Linked DNA regions of Gossypium hirsutum: regions 1 and 3 are each linked to region 2. The links are chromatin contacts, called in public Hi-C maps. All regions are on one chromosome and are shown on one strand. Each heading gives the region's core, a stretch centred on a gene start, on an enhancer-like site or on the middle of the called end of the contact. The rest is flanking DNA. Distances are from core to core; before and after follow the strand shown. Region 1 holds the start of LOC107915056 (probable alpha,alpha-trehalose-phosphate synthase [UDP-forming] 11). Region 2 holds the start of LOC107920117 (tRNA (adenine(37)-N6)-methyltransferase). Region 3 has its middle 66 kb from the start of LOC121204976.

The links. Hi-C and Micro-C count contacts between places; a contact is called where the count stands out from the background.
Region 1: a Hi-C map of leaf shows a contact between it and region 2, with 3 times the contacts expected there. The contact joins the promoter of LOC107915056 here to the promoter of LOC107920117 in region 2. A contact is called at or near these places in 5 of 34 Hi-C or Micro-C datasets (hypocotyl and leaf).
Region 3: a contact with region 2 is called in a Hi-C map of leaf, with 5 times the contacts expected there. The contact joins the enhancer-like site here to the promoter of LOC107920117 in region 2. A contact is called at or near these places in 14 of 34 Hi-C or Micro-C datasets (anther, callus, hypocotyl and 2 more).

The regions. Positions count from the first base shown.
Region 1 is chrA08:34,429,739-34,433,021 of Gossypium_hirsutum_v2.1, forward strand. It overlaps LOC107915056 (probable alpha,alpha-trehalose-phosphate synthase [UDP-forming] 11), which reads left to right and starts at 1,429. Exons shown (of 3, transcript XM_016844164.1): 1 at 1,429-3,283. The coding sequence starts at 1,803.
Region 2 is chrA08:34,692,214-34,695,733 of Gossypium_hirsutum_v2.1, forward strand. It overlaps LOC107920117 (tRNA (adenine(37)-N6)-methyltransferase), which reads left to right and starts at 2,021. Exons shown (of 9, transcript XM_041074449.1): 1 at 2,021-2,226; 2 at 2,305-2,426; 3 at 2,526-2,607; 4 at 2,969-3,018; 5 at 3,121-3,213. The coding sequence starts at 2,154.
Region 3 is chrA08:34,271,189-34,274,523 of Gossypium_hirsutum_v2.1, forward strand. No RefSeq gene overlaps it. Among protein-coding and RNA genes, the nearest start is that of LOC121204976, 66 kb to the left of the region's middle. Within about 2 kb of position 1,738, at least 4 of the 9 cell types and tissues checked have an H3K27ac peak or open chromatin away from gene starts, as enhancers often do. A contact at or near this core is called in leaf, where this site is marked.

The sequences.
Region 1 (3,283 bases), core at 179-2,678, 260 kb before region 2:
AAATTATGAATATGTACATGAAAAACAATAAATTATGGATTTTGTTGGAAAGGCATTACATAACCTAAGCCCATCCCATCCATTATCACTATGAAACCTTACAACAATTTTTGAAGGAAAGAAATGTCCTAAGTTGGTGAGTGACGTGGCAGCTCATAAGTGGTTGACAACACTAACTCCGAAGATACGCGAATCTGCCACGTCATCAGACGAAGACACGTCCGTGACTTTGGCTTCGTTTAACAACCCAAACACGCCACATTTCCACTAAAATAATTCCACATGGCAATCTCTACCTCCCTTTAATTTATTGCACGTGAAATTTAATTAATAATAAATAAAAAAACAACTTCGTTCAAGTATTTTTCCCTGAACCTCCGTCACGGATAATGAAAATAAAATAAAAATAAAAATAGAATATATGTTTACTCCATCTATAAAAACTAAAATAAAATATTTTAAAAAAATCCAAAAGAAAAAGAGAAGTCCTTTGACACAGAACAGAGTCTGATGGATAGGCGTCTATAGTTGAAATCTTTACACGTGCCAGCGATGTGAAAATTCATGACCGAGTAAATCTGTGTAGCGATTTCGGACACGTTTCTTTCTGATTTTGTTTTTTTGACGTGCTACTTTTCGAAATTTAAAAAAAAAAACCTTCCTTTCTATTTGGCTATCGCTATTTAAGAGTGTAAAATATAAAAAAGTAATACATAATTGTCCCTTGTGCTCCAAAAAATCAGCACCTTGATTAATGGCAGAATGAAGGTGTTAACCTAATCCAAAATATTTCTTAATAAATGATGCATATAATACTAATGCTGTTTTAATTCTCAAATCATAAGTAACCTTTCTGTTTTTTGTGATTTTACCAATGTATACAAATTTTGTTAGCACGCTTACAATTACTGCAAAAGAATATGTTACTTAATGTATTAAAAATAAAATAAAAATATATTAAGTATTTTGATTTCTATATCATTGCTTTTATCATTTTTTTTATAAATAACTTGAATAGCTTAGTTAATACAACCCTTAGCATAATAAAAGAAATGCTAGCTAACATTTAATGTCAATGATTAAATATTTAATCGCACCATTAGTGATTCGATAAGCACTAATCCAAAATCACATTAAAAATACTTAAATCTTAGTCTTACTTATCCCCAATCTCTCATTTATTATTGCTTTTATTTTTTGTAACTTTAAAAATTTTTAAAGGCCAAGAACAAAATTATGAAGTAGTAAAATAAAAGTAACCGCGGGCGAACAGTGGATCGGACAGAAAGAGTCGGTTACAGTGACAAGAGAACCTGATGTACCCAAGTTCAGAAGACAGTGGTGTAGACGCATTGAATCAGGACCGTTGGAACAATGCCTTGACGTACTCACGCACATATATAATATTTTCTCTCTTTCTCTCACTCTTTTCGTTCTTATCCTCAGCCTGCTTCTTTCCTTGCTTAAGAGCTCTTTCTCTCTCTTTTTTTCTCCGTTTCTTGGGTTCCTTTATGGAATGTGTATCCATATCCTTGATTTAAATCACTGCCAAGATTCATATTTCTTTGTAATAATGCTCTTCTGTAAATGCCTTTTAACAGAACCCTAAAGCTGCATCCTCCCCTTCTCAAAGAACGTATAGAAAGAAAACAACACCAAAGAATTAAACTCCCTTCTTCATTGATTTTTTGAATACCCCTGTATTGGTTCTTTGATTCCTTTTCTTCTTCTTCTTCTTCTTCTTCCGTTTTCTATGTTTGTATAGAATTTCACATACGGAGTTGGGTTTCTTCGCTTGAAACATGGTTTCTAGTTGTTGCTTAGACCAATTAAATTTATTGTCTACCGATGATTTTCGAGTCATGAATCGGATCCCTCGAGTCATGAAGGTATCAGGAGTCATATCTGATTTCGGAGAAGATCAGCAAGCTATGCCACGGAAAAGGGTTATTATCGTTTCCAACCAGTTGCCTTTACGTGCGTGGAGGGACTCGGTCTCCAATGAATGGTGCTTTGAATTTGACGAGAATGATCTCCTTTCTCTGCTGAGAGACGCTTTCCCTCCTGATACAGAGGTGCGATACGTTGGGACGTTGAAAGCTGATGTAGACACAGCGGATCAAGAGGAGGTGGCTCAAGTTCTGCACGACAAGTTCAGTTGCGAAACCATATTTCTGCCCGTGGATATGCGGAACGAGTTTTATCATGGCTTTTGTAAACACTATCTATGGCCTTTGTTTCATTACATGATGCCCATGACGGGGAACGATGGGGGACGTTTCGATCGTTCACAGTGGATAGCTTACGTGTCCGCTAATAGAATATTTGCTGATAAAGTTCTGGAAGTAACGGATAGAGATGATGAAGATGAAGATCATGTTTGGGTGCATGATTATCATCTTATGGCTTTACCTACTTTCTTGAGGAGACGGTCTAATAGGGTAAAGCTTGGCTTTTTTCTGCACAGTCCATTTCCTTCATCTGATATGTATAAAACTTTACCTGTTAGAGATGAAATTCTTAGAGCTTTGCTAAATTGCGATTTGATTGGCTTCCATACATTCGATTACGCTAGGCATTTCTTGTCTTCTTGTCGAAGGATTTTGGGCTTGCATTCTGAGTCCAACAGGGGTCACATTGCATTAGAATATTATGGGAGGACTGTGACTATTAAGATTTTGCCTGCTGGGATTCATATGGGGCAACTTGAATCTATGATGTCCGAGGAAAGCACCCTTAGGATGGCTAAGGAGCTGAAGCACAAGTATGAGGGGAAAATTATGATGGTTGGCGTCGATGATTTGGACTTGTTTAAGGGAATTCCTCAGAAATTTTCAGCCATGGGGGAGCTTTTGGAAACGAATCAGGAATTGAGGGGCAAAGTGGTGTTAGTACAGATTACAAACCCGGCGAGGAGTTTAGGCCGGGATGTGCAACAACTTCTGGATGAGGCCAATAGCATTGCCAAGGAGGTCAATAACAAATATGAGGAACCTGGATACCAGCCAATAGTTTTCCTCAAGGGACCTGTCACTACACAAGAGAAGCTTGCATATTATGCAGTTGCCGAGTTTTGTGTGGTGACTCCTGTAAGAGATGGGATGAATTTGGTGCCATACAAGTATACAGTTTGTAGACAGGGCTGCCCTGCTTTAGATAAGGCATTGGGGGTCGATGAAAACTCGCCTCCCAAGAATAGTGTTATCATTGTCTCTGAATTCATTGGCTGCTCACCTTCTCTAAGTGGGGCAATCCGTGTCAATCCATGGAATATTGATGAAAT
Region 2 (3,520 bases), core at 771-3,270:
GACGGTCAAGATACATTTACATTAACGGACGGTATTAACCATATCCCTTAATTTTAGGGATTTACAAGATATGGCATATCAAATCTAATCTAATCTTTACAAGATATGATTCTGTCAATCTTCTAAGATTAGTTACCAAATTAGCTTAAGTTGTCGTATCTTCATTATCGAGCCAACCAAGCTTCAATATGATAGGCTTCTCCAACAGCTTCCTGAATTAGACCAATTCTTACGGGGTGATCCCCATCCAAACAATAGACCTCCATTGGATGGATTTGGTGCGATGGTCACGGGCTTTGAACTACGGCCTGTGACAAAAGCGCGCCCAGCTGGACATGCTTTCACACTTTCTCTCCGAAATCGACCTATTTTCCTAAATCTTGAAAAAAAAAACGATTTATTTGGCCAATTAAAAAAATCAGCATATATTGCCTATTTAACCAAAAAAATAAAAAAACTAAGGACCCAAAATCATAAATTGATTTTTTTATTTTAGACTATATTAAAACAAAAAAAAAACATTAATATTTTATATACTTAAATATTTTTATCAAATATTTACATATCACTCATTTACTAGCGTAAGATACCGTCTTAAAAATTTTTAACGGTGCTAAATTATTGGAATAATATGTGAAACTTTAACTACCACTTTGATAAAGAAAATATATATGTATCAAACTAAGAAAAATTATGTTTGGATATTAAATTATATATTATGGCTATAGTATATCTCTTAAACGTATGGACGAGAAATTTACAGAAATAATATTAAAATAATAATTTATCTCTCAATTAATATAGATTTACTTTTATTTATCTAAGTAATATGTTTTAATAATAAAAATAATAATTTGAGTTTCTCAATGACCAAACTGACTTAATTAAAAATAAAAAAATTATGAAAAAAAAGCCTTTAAAATTTTAAAAAATTAAATAAAATATGAAAAAATTCTAAAATTTAATGTTATTTAATCCAGACTAAATTAGTTGAATAAAAAATTGGTTGATGTATCGAAGCGAGTTAAAAAAATTGATTGAATTAATAGTTGAACCAATTTTAAACTGGTCTGACCAATTGGTTCCCATAATCACTGGTCTAATCGTTTCAAAGCAAATAAATTATAAAAAAAATAAAAATTACAAAATTATATAAATCAATTCAACTATTAGTTCAAATGATTTTTTAGCCCGGGGTTAAACAATCCGTACTAGTTCATGGGTCAACCAATTTTTAAAATTTTTAAACTTTTTTAGCCTTAAACATTTACAATATTTTTCTATTAATTTGGTCCATACCCTTTAAAAGTATTTAAAATATTTTAAAATTTATTTATTTTTTCATATTTTAAAAAACATAAAAGTTTAAAATTATATTTTTTAAAATGAAAAATGAAAAATTCTTTAGAATTCAAAAGTAATATGTTTTAAAAATATAAAAAAATTCAAAATTCATTGTTATAAAAACCGAACTGGTTGAATAAAAAATCAGCAAGTCAACTAATTTTTTACCTTTTATTTGACCAATACCCCAACCAATTTCTAGTCTAATTTGGTTTAGATAATATTGAATTTTAAAATTTTTTATATTTAATTTTAAAAAAATAATTTTAAAAAGTTTCTATTTTCATAATTTTTTATTTTTTAAAATTATAATTTTAAAATTTTACTTTTTTAATATTAAAAAGAAAATTTTAAGTTTACTAATGACGAAATCAGCATCAATTGGAAACCCAAATTATTTTTTACTATTTCAAAATATATTTAAGTAATAAATGATTATTTTAGTATTGTTTCTGTAAATTTGTTTCTGTAAATTTCCCAAGCATGGACCTTTGCCACTTAACACAGTCTAAATTGGATTGTAGTAACAGTTTCGGGCTAGCCATGGCCAAGGGAACATAAGCAACAAGGGCCTTGGATCATTATTTTCGGGCTTACAGCCGTTCTCTGTTTGATCCAATTTAAGAATCCATGCCATACCATCTCATTTCCCAAGTGCCAACCCAAAATTAAAAAAAATAAATAAAGTAGAAGAAACTTCAAACTTGTTTGTTCCTAAGCTAAAACCCTACTCAACCCAACTGCAGCTAGCTAAACTTGGATGAAAGAGCAGAAGAAGAAATACTACAAGCACTAATTACACAAAACCCATGTCCTCTACCCGATACTCCATCTTAGCATTGGCACTTGCTTCTCTGTTTTCTGCTTCTTCAGCTATCTCCTGTACATCTCTCTTCACCCCCTTTTTATTCTTTTTATTTAATTTGTAGCAATGGTGGATGTTGATCTTCTTTCTTTCAGTTTATATATGGAGGAAAAATTTGATAGAATGGGATTCAAAGTTGAAAGAGCTTAAAAAATCCCTCAATTCTGCTTTGGAAAAGTGTGCTTCTGAAAGACAAGGTCGGATTAGGGCTCAACAGGTTCTTCCTTCTCTCTTTTATTGTTTTTATTCTTTATGATGACTGTTATTTTTCTTTTGGTTTTGTTATTTATTTGTAAGAAAAAATCCAAATTTGTAGGCATTGAGGAAAGCAGTAGTCGCTCAACCACAAGCCAAGTCTGAGAATTTAGACATACCATCGTATCCAATGGCACCTATTGGTATCGTTCAATCTTGTTTTTCTACGAGGTGATTTCCAGATGGTGCTTCGTTTAAAAAAAAATTAATGACTGATTGGGTAAATAAAATTTTTTATTCTGTTAATAGAAGCTATGCAATAATAACGCTTGCCTTGGTAAATAATCAGATTGAAGCTTACTACTAATTTATCTTTGCTACTTAAGGATGGTTCCAATTGCTTGTAAAATTTATGTAGGAATGGAACCCGTAGGCAGCCTCTACTTGTCCCTCTTGCTAGGGCATCTTTGGTTTTTGATTCAACTAGAATGCCTCCAGCATCACTTGAGGGTCTCGAAGAATACTCTCATTGCTGGATTATATATGTATTTCATTTGAATACAGATCTGGAAAAGTTATGGAAGCATCCATCTAAATCAAAGTTTAAGGCCAAGGTTTGTGGAACTATAATAATGATACATATATATTCGTTTCTATCTTTTATGAAACTTTCTTATCATCTTTAGACTTCTATGGAAGGTTGGTCACTTTAATAGGTCAGAGTTCCAAGATTGAAAGGAGGAAGGATGGGAGTTTTTGCTACACGATCTCCACATCGACTGTGTCCTATAGGACTCACTGTAGCAAAGGTATGGAGTCATGTACAAATGTGTTATTGTTGTAACAACATGTTTACCTATGATTTTTCCTTCAATATATCTAATGGAAGTTTTGTTATCAACACTAAAAGGAGGATCTTTCATAAATATATTCCAATGGCTCTTTTCTTAAGGGTTAATGTTTACTTGAGCTCATAACATTTGTGATGTTTCATGTATCAATTGGAAAAATATATATCTCTGTTAAAAGAAGCCTTTCAATGTCAATATTTTTGTCTGCCTTGAGTGAATTTCTGAGACATCATGGAGGACTTTGGTGAAGCATCATCAGGATACA
Region 3 (3,335 bases), core at 488-2,987, 420 kb before region 2:
ACCTCTCTTACCAACAAAGGTGGGCCTGGAAAAATGTGATCTAAAAACTTGGGCTGCTGAGCAAGGTTTATTTATTTCTATTTTTTTTAAAAAAGACAAAACTCAAAAACAAACCACTTGTTTATTTGCACATTGACAAACTAGTCTATTAATTAAATAGCTTATTAAGACTGCAAATTCACTTTCATTAAATAGCTCATTAACACTCCCTTTGGACCCTACTTTGCATTGTTAATAAGCTATTTAATTAGTAGAGTAATTTGTCAATGTGAAGTAAACAAGTGGTGTGCTTTGAGTTTTCTCCTTGTTTTAATTGTTAAGACTTTAATGTGTTTTCAGACAAAGCACTAACTGATTCACAAGAAAAAGGTGTATAGTGTTAGGCAGTAGGGCAGGGCAGGAGTAGGCGGCGATGGATCAAGATGCTGTGCTGACTCTGCAATTTGTTACTACTTTATCTGGTTGAAATGGCGATTTTGTCCAATTTGACACAGTTTTAATTCAAAATAAAACATGAAGATCTGATAGGACGGTCCATGGGATAAATCAGCCGAATGCTGAAGTTACGTTACATGAATGTATAACTTTTTAACTCATCTGGACCACTTGAGCTTTTGCAGTTAAAAAAAAAAAAGAAGGTTGAATTGATTTAACTGGTCTCTTGGGTCAGTCGATGGAATTGGATCTTTGGGCCTTTCATTGAATGCATGCCAATATGACCAGCAATTAGAACAAGTCTAATTTTAAGTAACATCCATCACTTTATATGAGAGTCCGATTCAAGTAAACATAAGGATGGGTGTAACCCCAACATTGTTCACTATAAAATGACATCTGCATTTAGGGGAGGGGAGAAGAGGCTTTACCTTTTTCTTCCAACTTTAAATGGATGTAATTTCGGACATTGATGAGACTCCATTCAGGGTATTCGATTATCAAGCTAGCTTCAAATGATTGGTGCCGAAAATAAAGTAGTTGATTCAATACCAAACCTCAAAAGAGAAAAGGTTCGTCTACTTTGCTACCTGGATGCGCCAAACATTTAAAATTCGGTCATTCCAAAGCATTTTATTCACCATAAGGGTGAAATGGAAAGAAAAATGATCTCAACTGTTTTAATAGATTTATATGTATTAAACTCTCAATATTCGTTTCTGATTCAATTATCGAAATACTTGAGATATAAGAAAACAGTGTTTCCTTTGTATTTTAATTTTTCATCATGTTTCCTAAGATTCAAACAATTGGTAAGAGTTTGACATTGTTCAAGCAGTAGGCAGCTTCCTAGGAAAAGACATAAAACTCAATATTTCAAAAAAAATTAAAAAAAAAGAAGAAGAATATTATGCTATATTAATAGGTGGAATTTCGACAAGTGAAATTAATAATAAAAAAAATGTTATTGTGAGTATATTGGAAACAAAGTCTAAATAGAATTAAGAAAAGCAAAGTTGATGTGAAAGAAAGACTCATTCTCTTCACAACTCTTTGAAAACCAGCCGAAAACGTGGGCAAAGGACTTAACCAACCAAAATACTATAACATCTCTCTCTAATCCTTTTCTCATGAAAAATCTTGGGTGGGCTCAGGTCATTTTCGTACTAGATCATAATATCCTTAAAGGTTAGATTATTTTAAAAAAACTTTAGTCGCGTATTTACATAGGAAAAGCATGAGAAACAAAACAAAACAAAACCAATGACAGAAGAGCCCGTCAAACTTTCCAGCTTGTCGTCAACTGATTGGTTCCAACACTTTGACCAAAGTTACGTGAAGGATCAAAGATTCTTTGGAAACTTGGCATCCTCTGCTTTTGTATTCAAATAAATAACGTTCAAAAGAGGTTGAGATAAGGTTGTTAGGTTAACTCATTTATCTTTTAAACACCATATAAGAATGTAATTAAATTATTAATATTACTATTTTATTTTTAATCCCGATATATGCAAAATTATAAAATATAAGGGTAGAACATAATTTGAAAATTCAAAGAGATGCAGCTGGGGTGAAAGGGGTCCACCACCAATTTCAAAGGTCTATCACCTTGGACTTGGCCTATTACCCACCCATTACGACTCTTTTTTCTGTTTTCACAACTACGCGTTATTTATGCTAATTCAAAGTTTCATTAACTTTTTCCTCTGCCATGTAATTTGGATGAATTTCCCCTACAAAATAATTATTACCTTCAATGTTGAGGATATCACGTGATTTCAACCTTTGTACCACTACTATAAATTATTTATGTTGGAATCAACAAATACAAAAAAAGTGAGCATGGCCTGGCAGTGCTCAACTAAAAATTTAGACCCGTTTATTAGGTTCGAGCATAATTAGGTCTAAAAAATAGTCTAAAATTTTGTTCAAGCTCGACTCGGATAAAAATGTTAAAATCTGGGTCCGATTCAGTCCACTCATATTAAATTTTGTATTATTTTTTTATATAATTTTAAAAAATATACAATACATCAAAAATACTAAAAATATCAAAATAAATATTTCTCAACAAATTGAAAATAAATTTTAAAAAATATATCTACCTAAATAATACTAAGCTAGATGCAACTTAACAAGCAAATGTCTCTAAAATAATAACAAAATTATCAAATGCCTTTAAAATAATAACAAAATTAATAATAGAATAAATTTTATACAATATCCATACAATAACAACAAAATAGTAACAATATAATGGTAAAATGATAGTAAAATAGGGAGAAAATTAAGAAAATAATATTAAAAAAGTAAATTTTTTTGTCATTTAGTAGATTTGGGTCGGGTCGGACCAGACTCAGGCGTTTAAATGGGCCTTATTTTTTTCTTGTCTAAACTCATTTTTCAGATCTATATTTTTGCTCAAACCCTCCCACATTTTGAACGAGTCCGGCTCGACCCGACCCATTATCAAGTTAGTTATTAGATGATATTTGGTTTAGGAAATCTAAAATTATGGGGGGGGGATGCTGGTATGCTGTATCATTTTATTTACTTCATTTAGTTAGAATATAAAATTGAGTTGTTTGACTAACGAAATTTAAGATTATTTTAAATATATTTATTAAATTATACTTGTTATATATATATTTAAACGAGTTTAGTTCTTTTAATATTATTTAATTTTAATTTTCATAAAATTATGATAAATTTTATTTTTATTACAATTTATATATTAATAAATAAATATATGAGGTTTAAATAAATTTATAAATTATAATTATAATTATAATTATAATTATAATTATAATTTTGAAATATAAGATCTGTTGCTTCATACTTAAGATTTCTTTTTGTTCTTAATTATACTTAAATTTTATTTGATATAAATTGATCTAAAA